Regions from separate parts of the Mus musculus genome. Here all the other regions are linked to region 3. Evidence: chromatin contacts called from public HiChIP or PLAC-seq data. All regions are on one chromosome and are shown on one strand. The core of a region is the stretch at or near the end of the contact, and the rest is flanking DNA. Distances in the headings are between cores, read along the strand shown.

Evidence for each region. HiChIP or PLAC-seq counts read pairs in DNA pulled down with a chosen protein or histone mark.
Region 1: a contact with region 3 is called in an H3K27ac HiChIP or PLAC-seq map of extraembryonic endoderm stem cells, with 6 times the contacts expected there. The contact joins two enhancer-like sites. A contact is called at or near these places in 3 of 115 datasets of contacts at active chromatin or transcription factors (embryonic basal ganglia, embryonic stem cells and extraembryonic endoderm stem cells).
Region 2: an H3K27ac HiChIP or PLAC-seq map of extraembryonic endoderm stem cells shows a contact between it and region 3, with 8 times the contacts expected there. The contact joins two enhancer-like sites. A contact is called at or near these places in 1 of 15 datasets of contacts at CTCF or cohesin (the NIH/3T3 cell line), 2 of 484 Hi-C or Micro-C datasets (embryonic stem cells and hemogenic endothelial cells), 4 of 115 datasets of contacts at active chromatin or transcription factors (cardiomyocytes, differentiating embryonic stem cells, extraembryonic endoderm stem cells and 1 more) and 1 of 9 other capture datasets (embryonic stem cells).

What each region holds. Positions count from the first base shown.
Region 1 is chr14:99,329,586-99,332,738 of GRCm38.p6, forward strand. No RefSeq gene overlaps it. Among named protein-coding and RNA genes, the nearest start is that of Klf5, 32 kb to the left of the region's middle. Within about 2 kb of position 1,491, at least 8 of the 459 cell types and tissues checked have an H3K27ac peak or open chromatin away from gene starts, as enhancers often do. A contact at or near this core is called in extraembryonic endoderm stem cells, where this site is marked.
Region 2 is chr14:99,262,138-99,265,472 of GRCm38.p6, forward strand. No RefSeq gene overlaps it. Among named protein-coding and RNA genes, the nearest start is that of Klf5, 35 kb to the right of the region's middle. Within about 2 kb of position 1,959, at least 18 of the 459 cell types and tissues checked have an H3K27ac peak or open chromatin away from gene starts, as enhancers often do. A contact at or near this core is called in extraembryonic endoderm stem cells, where this site is marked.
Region 3 is chr14:99,874,961-99,878,112 of GRCm38.p6, forward strand. It overlaps Klf12 (Kruppel-like factor 12), which reads right to left. Exons shown (of 7, transcript NM_010636.3): 7 at 1-354. The coding sequence ends at 173. Among named protein-coding and RNA genes, the nearest start is that of Gm22970, 100 kb to the left of the region's middle. Within about 2 kb of position 1,296, at least 13 of the 459 cell types and tissues checked have an H3K27ac peak or open chromatin away from gene starts, as enhancers often do. A contact at or near this core is called in extraembryonic endoderm stem cells, where this site is marked.

The sequences.
Region 1 (3,153 bases), core at 241-2,740, 550 kb before region 3:
AATCTTTTTGAAGGCAGGAGTTCTACCCTTTTTCTCCCTTTATTCTTAAAACTCATAGCATTGAAAGAATCCAACGAATATCTTTTTTTTTTTTCTTTTTTGGTTTTTCGAGACAGGGTTTCTCTGCATAGCCTTGGCTGTCCTGGAACTCACTCTCTAGACCAGGCTGGCCTTGAACTCAGAAATTCACCTGCCTCTGCTTACCAAGTGGTGGGAATAAAGGCGTGTGCCACCATGCCCTGCAACCAATGAATATCTTAAAACAGCAACAGCAACAACAAAACTTTCTGTGGCCCTAGTCATTGAAGCCAGGGTCTTGTTTGTGCTAACCAAACATTCTACATCCTATATCTCTAGCCCTCGAAGTATCTCTTGACGACGTGGACACAAGTAGGAAGGGACACCAGGACTGCCTTGGCACGTGATGCCAGGGCCCTATCTCAAAGGGAATTTAGACACCAAGTTTGAGTAAATTGGCTACGTTATTTCTTTGGTCTATAGTTGCTAGCCAGGGTCTATTTTTGACTATGAGCGACTAGTCTTGGATTCCGGGCTTAGAGGAAGAATCAAGCTTGAGGATGCCAGAAAGCTGCTGCAGAAACATGGAGAAAGATGGTGAAGACCTAAGTTGGGTGATATCAGAAAAATGGTACAGTTTACCTCTGTAACCGTGGGAAGCTTTAGGGGGAAGCTAAATGAATTTATTTTAATTTGTGACACCACCTTTCCCCCCAACCCCCACTGAAATCTAGAGCTCAAATAAAAAACGACCAAGTTCTAGGTTCTTTGTGGTCTTCCATCAAAACAAAAGAAAACAAAAACCAAAAACAACTTTTCCATTGTTCCTGGCCGGTAGCAGGTGTTTTCAGGATGCTCTGATCCTTCCTGGGAGAGAGAAGACACCTGGAACCAATGGACCAAGAACGGAGCTCAGCAGGTAAGTGCGTGCTGAAAGTGCCAAGCGTTGAAAGTTCCTCTCAGTTTTGCAGTGCTCAGTTGAATGTCTGTCTGTAATTACACTTGTGTTCTTAAAATGCACCGAACAATTCTCATTCAGAAAACAAACACCCACCCACCCCAACACACACACACACACACACACACCAAACAACTCAACGCTTCTCTTTCTGGTCCTTAAACTTGGATGACGTCACTTTATCTCACCAAATGATACTGTAATTTAACCTAAATTTATTTATTTCTTTCTTTATTTATTTTGCCTCACCTGAGATGTGACTTATTTATTTTTATTTCTTTGGTTTTCTTCCCCTGTGATCTCATGTAGTTCTGGCCGTGCTGAACTTACAATGTGGATAAGGGTTATCATGAATTCCTGATCCTGCTGTGTCCACCTTCCAGAGCTAGGATTACGAGCCTGAGCCAACAAGTCGGATTCCCGGCTAAATTCAGTTTCCTACACTCTCCTCATAGGTGCTTCTGACACCTCTTACAAACGGCATTAATGAAGCCTAAAGTTAAAGCTATTCCGTTGTACTGGGCTTGCACATCGATCTGTGACAGAGTCCTCAGAGCAAGACAGTCTTTGTTTATTAGACAGTCTAAATGGTTCCGGCTAATCTTGAACTCCAGTGTGGCCCACAATGACCTCTTCCAGTAAGCATAACTCAGTCTGCTGAGAGCTAAGGTTTTATTTAGACTGTATCACCATGTCACCATGGCCAGCTTGGTCTTGGCTTTTTAAATATCATGTTGAGGCTGAGGCGGGGTGTTGGCTGCTTGTTCGAGGACATGGTGAGCTACAATATAAGACCCTGTTTCAAAAAAAAAAAAAAAAAAAAGATTCCAAGTCTATGTCCCTCATCTTACATCTTAAATGTGGTGGGTGAGATAGCTGACTTCGTTCCAGCTGGACTAAATTTGGGGACATCAAAGGCCTTAGGAATTTGAACTTCACAAGTCTTCTAGTCAGATCTCTTGGTTACCCTTTGCAGTAAATCTAGGTGAAGACCACATTCTTTGTCCTATTCTGTCCTTGAGGCTTATCTATGCAAGACCTTCCCTATCTAGCAGTTTTTGGGGCTTACTCACTGACGGACTCTGGTAGGCTAAGATTTCTACTATCATCTGTATCAGAGGCAGCAAGAATTTCCAATTCCAATTCCTTTATCTTCCAATCTTGGAATTGTGATCAGTTGCAGAGGCCATTCCAGGGGGCCCGTAAAAAGTGAAGACTATCTTCCTGCTCCAAAGGACAAGCAAGGATATCAAGATTAGCAGTGCTCCAACAGAACCGGAACCAGCAAAGGTCACATGTGCCCGGGAGATACCAGAGGTGGAGGAGAAGGCTGGAGGAGACGAATGTGGGGGCCTGCAGGGAGTGAAGACTTAGTTCAGAAACCGTGTAGGATGTGGGAGGACCACACAGCACCCTGTCCCCAAACAAGAGGAGTCCGTTTTCCCCTTGAACAGGAGGCATCCTTTTGGAGTCCCCACCAGAAAGAATCACAGTCCTGCTCTCACATGACCCTCAAGCCCTTGGCACAGTCAGATACACCTTACAATAGAGAGTGATAAATCTAACAATGGAGGGAAGCTCCGATATATACTAAAATATGCTACCACCAACGGCCATGTGGACAATGATCCGAGGGTTGCTTAGTGAAGCCCTACACGGTTTTTGAACTTAATTTTTTAAAATCACATGTATTTATGTGTTTGTTTATGTGTGGAGCTGGGGAAGGGTATGCGAGTGTTGCATGATGAAGAAATGGAGGTCAAAGGACACCTTTTAGGAGTTGGTTCTTTGCCTACTACCAAGTGGCTATAGGGATCTAACTTAGGTGGCTGAGTTTGTCAGCAGGAGCTTTACCTGCTGAGCCACCTCACATGCCCTCCTTTGTTTTGTTTTGTTTTTGTTTTTAATAGCACAAAACATAACTAGTAAGTGACGATCCATGATCTAAGCAGAGAGACAATCACATCCAGGCCTTTCTGTAGTGATCTGGCTAGTGCCAAGTCGACGTTTTTCATTAGTTGCTGCGAAGGATGTAATCAAGAGAGAGAAGCTGGGTGTGGGTACATGTGCCTGTAATCCCAGCACTCAGGGATAGAGGCAGGAGGAGGATCAGCAGTTCCAAGTCGTCCCCAACCATAGACGACGTCCCACACCAACCTGGGCTAGATGAGATCCTA
Region 2 (3,335 bases), core at 709-3,208, 610 kb before region 3:
TGCTTGGGCAGGCAGGTTCAGTTGGCACCATTGTCTTTGAGCCTGCGGTAGAGCCAAGCCCTCTGCTGGCGGCGGTCACGTGACAGAGCAAGCTGGCTCATCTGGCCATGGCCAGGACTCAGAGAGCTTCAGTAGGGTCTGTAGCCCATCAAGGCCTCCCTCAGTGATGCCGCTTGCTTCTACCAGACCCCAGATCTTAAGGTTCCGTTATCCCCTAAAGCTGCTTGCTGCCCCAGGGTGGTCGTCACACTTTCTCACATGCTGTTGGGGGACCCGAGTCTCATGATACTGGAGTGCTGCTACTCACTGTATGCGTGGAGCACCTAGGACTTAAAATGTAAGCCAAAATTATCCCCAAGTGTTGTCTCTAGGCCTATACATTCCCGAAGCCTAGAAGTCCTTTCTCTGTTTCCTGTTATACTTTTTGTTTGCTTGCTTGAGAACTGTTCTCGCGTAGCTCCTCCTGGCCTTGAAAACTCTATACCCAAAGTGGGCCTTGAATTCCCGATCCCGCACCTTCATTGCAAGTGCTGGGATTGCCACCACTGTGTCACCATACCTAGTTTTTTGGGGTTTTGTTTTTTTTCTTTTTTGTAAGTCTGAACAATTTTCAACTAATATTTTCAGGGAGGAGATGGGACAGGTGTTAAAAGGAACAGCTTGGATCCGTGCAGAAACTATATATTAATTACAGAATGGAAAGAGAGGAGAGAGAGGGAAGCGACCATGCATGCGTGCATATAATACATTCTGAATGTATTATATGTAAAAAAAAATCTTCAGTAAAATATTTTTATTTAATCTTTGAAAATTATATATAAACATATATGTATGTACCTTAAAGATAATTACTCCTACTCCACCTCCCAGGACCCTTGAAGCTTCATCTCATGTACTCACGATGAATATTGCCCCACATTGTAAGAAATAGATTTGAAAAATAGAAAAAAATACAATTTAAGTAATTATAGCCTGAAAGCCAGTAGGTCATGTTTTAACAAAAAAACAAAACAAAACAACAACAACAAAAATCAAACCTTTTTAGCCAGGTACAGTGGGGCACTCCTATAATCTCAGCATTTGCGAGGCAGAGGAAAAGATCACAAGTTCAACACCAGCCTGGGCTTACATGGTGAAGACTTTAAAAAACAAAACAAAACAAAACTCTGTAACTGGCCAGACAGATAGATGACAGTTGCCCTTTACCAGGGCTGTTTTTATCATTGCTGTAATTGATTTGATCTCATCAAGAAATTGCATATCGGTGACACATTTTTTTAAATGGTTTACTAGTGGGCCAATGAACTTTTTTTTTTTTCTGAAACATTGCAGAAAACATTTCTCCCCTTCCAGACCAGAAGTGCCCATTGCCTTAAAGGCTGGTGTACCATCCTTGTATATGAGATTGACGATGTCGCCTTATCCTTGGCTACAAAGTGAGAGTCTGTCTCATAAAACAAACAAATGGGGGTGATGAGGAACCCACTAATATCAAGAATTTTCTTTTGTTTTTAAAAACACTGCAGACCGCTCCCCCAACACACACACACACACACACACACACACACTCGCTCGCGCCCTTTGAAATACTTGCTTGGCCTAACTTTGCTAAGTACACTTCCGCTCGGACTCCCTTAAAGCGCTCTGTCGTATGGACTAAACAGGTGAAAGGCACACACATAGCCAAAGAACTTCGCAGGGAACTGAGTCTTGTTTTAGGCCATGCTGACCCCAAACCTGTGATCTTTCTTCCTCTTTTCTGAGGGCAGAATTAGTAGGCACTGGGCTACTGCACTCAACAAAAGAATTCTATACACTCACCCCTATACTTGAGGTTGAAGCCAGGCTCCAGAGCACGCAAGATAAGAGTTCTATCTTTGGGCTATAGCACACCGCACCCCCTCTTTGAATTGAAAAAGAACATTAGAAATTTGTTGGCAAAACCAGAACATGGGCTTATCAGTAGCGGAACAGTTGCCTAGCCTAGCACGTAGGAGTCCTGACTTGCCATTCTCTGCCCCTCGGGCTCCACCAGAAGAAGGCAAAGTGAACCCTGAGCCTTGCCATTGTTACAGAAATACAGCAGTACACCTCAGTCCACACAGTTTCATTCAAGTTGAAACTAAAGACAGGACAGTAAAGAGCTCCAAAAATATTCATATTTATAAAACCCTTTTCACGTGTTTCTTTTAATTTTTGAGGGAGAGGACAAGGCCCCATGTAACCGGGATTGTACCAAACTCTACAAAGCCAAGGATGACCTTGAACAACGGATTCCCTAGCGTCTACTTCCCAAACTAGAGATTACAAGTTTGCCAAACCCACTGGCATCCTTGACTCTGCAGTCTAGGCTCAGTCTCCTAGGGGCTAGAATTACTAGTGTGTGCAGTCACACATTTTTTTTTTCCAAACAAATTTTCACACATTCTTTGGGGGCAGAGTATGAGGGGAAAGAAATCATATTATGGATAAAATATGTCTAGCTCTCCAAGATAACAGGGGCATTTTTCAGCTCAAATATGGCTGGGTGACAATGGTTGTGATATCTCCTTTGTGTGCGTTCCCGCTTACATACAATGCCTGTGGCCTGGCTGATACTTGCTTCTCCAGCCTTATTGCACATCTGGTCTCTACCGGCATTGTCTCTGGGTCAGCTAGTATCACTTTTTCTGTGACTGACTCACAGAGGCCTGGAGGTCTCCAAAGGGAGGGATAGGGTCTCGTGACCACAGAACCCCAGGAAAGGGAAGGACCTGGGGGCCTTTCTAAGACTAAAGTGTAAAGTAGATGCTTTTGTTCTTCCTGGAACCTTTGTTGGTAGCTATCATTGTTTGTCTGGGAGCCAGAATTAACAAAAATTTTAGACCAGGAGACATTCTTCTCATATTTCTAGTTTCTATTTTGAAGCAATGGTTAGTATTCCTAAAGAAAAGCCACAACGAACTGATATTAAGTGCCTGCCTCTCTTAGAAAGCAAGGGGAATACTAGGCAGTGGTGGCGCACGCCTTTGATCCCAGCACTTAGGAGGCAGAGCCAGGTGATTTCTGAGTTCGAGGCCAGCCTGGTCTACAGAGTGAGTTCCAGGACATCCAGGGCTACACAGAGAAACCCTGTCTTGAAAAACCAAAAGAGAGAGAGAGAGAGAGGGAGGGAGAGAGAGAGAGAGAGAGAGAAAGAAAAGGAAGCACAGGGAAACATAAGGAGTCTGTTTTTGTTTTTTGCGGGGGGGTGGGGGTGGGTTAGTTGGTAGGTGTAGTTTCTAAACCTAACAGAAAGTCCTATCAACCCTAAAAACACGTGTTTGTGAATGCTTCATAGCCACCTTCCCACGAGA
Region 3 (3,152 bases), core at 46-2,545:
GGTTACCTTCAGGCCGAAGGGAGAAGGGTTCCTTCTTGTTCCTGCTCTGGTTTCAGGCACCGTGGGAATGGCGGTGCCCTTGACGTTAACACTGTAGAGGGAGCTCAGCCCTGCTGAGTTAGTTGCTCCTGAAGAGACCCAGCTCTTGCACGTAGCTGGACCGGAGCCTTCCTCACACCAGCATGTGCCTCCTACGGTGCAGTGCCAGGTGGTCTGACCTCGAGAAGCTGCGGTCACAGTCCGCGCACTTGAATGGCTTCACTCCCGTGTGTTTGCGGTAGTGTCTGGTCAGTTCATCTGAACGGGCAAACTTCCAGGTGCAGCCTTCCCACGTGCATTTGTAGGGCTTCTCTCCTGGAAGAAACAAAGACACACAAGCTTTGGGGCTCCATCCTCTTTCTGTAACAACCCAGCCCCCTCTCGATGCTGGGAAAATGTCCTTGCCAATGGGTGTCCCATTTGGCAGGTCTCTTTGAGGAAACCTTAGCATGCCACCAGGGGCTTTGGGGATGGAGAGGTGAGTTTCAATTTTGTCTTTCCTGCTGTGACATCAGAGAAGTTGGTTAACATTCACCTGTGTAGCTAAGTATGTGGTGCTATGTGGTTTGCTTGTCTTACTGGTGGACTCGAGAGAAAGTATTAACACTTCAAGTCTGATTTAGCTCTAGGGCTGGAAGTCACAGAGAACAGTAAAGGGTACCCAGACATTAGATATATGTTATGCACAAACATCTACATTTTCTTCCTCCCTTGGGAAGAAATTTTAGATAGCTTAGCTGGGCCAAAGCAAGTACATTTTTCAAGACTGGAGAACCAAACTGAGCCCAAGGAATCCTGAAGTTGGACTGAACGCTGAAAGTCCCCGTAAAAAGTGAAGAACTGTGTAACCTGACCGGGCCATTCAGTCAACTTGTAAGGACAGTAAAATATCCAAAGCCTGTGCTGGAAAAGATAGCCACTCCATTGTCTAATGGACTCCCAGGGGGAGCAGGACAATAGCTGACCTGGGTGCACTGTTTTCCTAGCTCTCTTCCAAATGGAAGCTCTGTCCCCGTGCAACCCCACAAAACTGATCTCTCGTGTCCCATCTGTCCAATGGACTACAATGATGGGGCCTATAATGACGACAGGGTAGGCAGTTGATGCTAACCCTGTGTGTGGAGTTGCAAAGCACCCCCAACTTCACAGGTCAGAAAACCAATGCTCAATGTGCAAGGAAATTACCCAGGGCCTGGGCGAAGACGCGCCTGGCTCTGAATTCAGCATCTTTCACTACGCCACAGAGGGCCAGATAATTCTGATTATAACTAAACTATTGTGTTCTCAGACACAGTTTGCTCTATGCTTAGCCCTCTCACCCAATTTAAATCCTCTTTCAATCAAGTCACTAATACAATATACAATGACCTTATTTTGAGGCTGGTCTCCTCTAAGCCTGCTGAATTCTTAACAAGTCAGAAGCCATGTTTTTACTGTCCCTAGAGCCTGGATTAAGGCTTAAGCAAGTTCCTGGGTAAATTAACAGAACTATAAAGCACATGTGTTTAACTTTCTCTGTCTCTCACACATGCACACACTCAAAGCATGTGTAAGCAAGCATGAGTATGTAACACACACAACACACACTGAAAGCATGTGTGTGTGTGTATGCAGCACACACACGGAGAAAGAGACACAGAGAGAGACAGAGAGAGGGGGAGGGTACATAGCAGCAGCAGCAGTAATGGTCAGGAAACTTCTAGTCCCTATCAGTGAAATATTTAGGTAAAGCCAACATAGTAAAATCTGAGCAAACTTAGAATGAACTGGTTCCCCCCCCCCCCCCTAATTCAACTGTTAAGTTAGTGCTTGGTCTTAGGATCAAGTGGTCCTTTCAGACGAGAGTGAATAAGTGGTTCAGATGCAGGGAATCTAGAACTGCTGAGGGACTAATTGTGACCACAGGAAACACCACAATCCCCTGAAAGGATCCATTCAAGTAAGAGCATCCTGATTGCACTGACCAAAAACCTCAACTTCTGATTCATTCCAGTTGTTCCAAGGAGACAAAATATGTAGGCTTATTGCAACACAAACCAGGCAAGCGCTTAACTGAGAACAAACCGAAGATCTAGAACAGAATGTATCCCTGGCAACGAGTAGCATCTATTTACATGTTGAATGTTGCTGATGGCTTTATATTTTTATTATCTGTATGAGTTCTGGCACCTAGTACAATATACATGAACTTTTCAAATGTTGAATTAATTCCTCCTTTGTTGAATTAATTGGTTGTCACCAAGAGACATCTCCTAACAGAGGCTTATGCTAGGTGATCACCCAGAGAGAAAGTGTCAAAGCTAGGAAGGAAGGAGAAAGGATCTTCTCTTCTCCACCCTTTCAGTGAAAATTGCTTTCTTTCTTACATAATACATCCTGATTAGGGCCGCTCCTTCCTCTGCTCCTCCCAGTTCCTGTCCACTTCCTCTCTCACCCAGATTCACTCCCTTTCTGTCTCTCATAAGAAACTTGTTTCTATGGGATAATAATAAAATAAGGCAAAACAAAAATTAACACATTGGAATAGGACAAAACAAATAAACAATAAGGAGCCTGCTAAAAGACACAAGAAACAGATAGAGATCCTGTACAGGTTACACACCCAAGAATCCCATACAAACACTAAGCTGGAAGCCAGTGTGTGTGTGTGTGTGTGTGTGTGTGTGTGTGTGTGTGTGTGTGTACACAAAGAGTCTGTATGATAAAAAGAACAAAATATAAATAAAGTAAAAATAAAATATAAGTTAAAATTTAAAATAAAGAAAGAAAGGAAGGAGGGAGGGGGAGAGAGAGGAAGGGAGGGAGGGAGGGAGGGAGGGAGGGAGGGAGGAAGGAAGGAAGGAAGGAAGGAAGGAAGGAAGGAAGGAAGGGAGAAAGGAAGGAATGAGAAGGAAGGGAGAGCCCTGACATGACATTATGTCACAAGGAACCTCTAAAGATACTGTTGAGTTCATTTTCTGTTTGCTTCTACTGCTGGGCACTCGAGATTGTTTCCCCCGTGAGATTCCCTTGGAGAAAGCTAAATTTTTTATTTGAAAATGGTTACCAGTTGGAGACAGCGTCTGCACTGAGGGCATTTGTTCATCTCTCCTTTCAGTTCTAAAACCCTATCC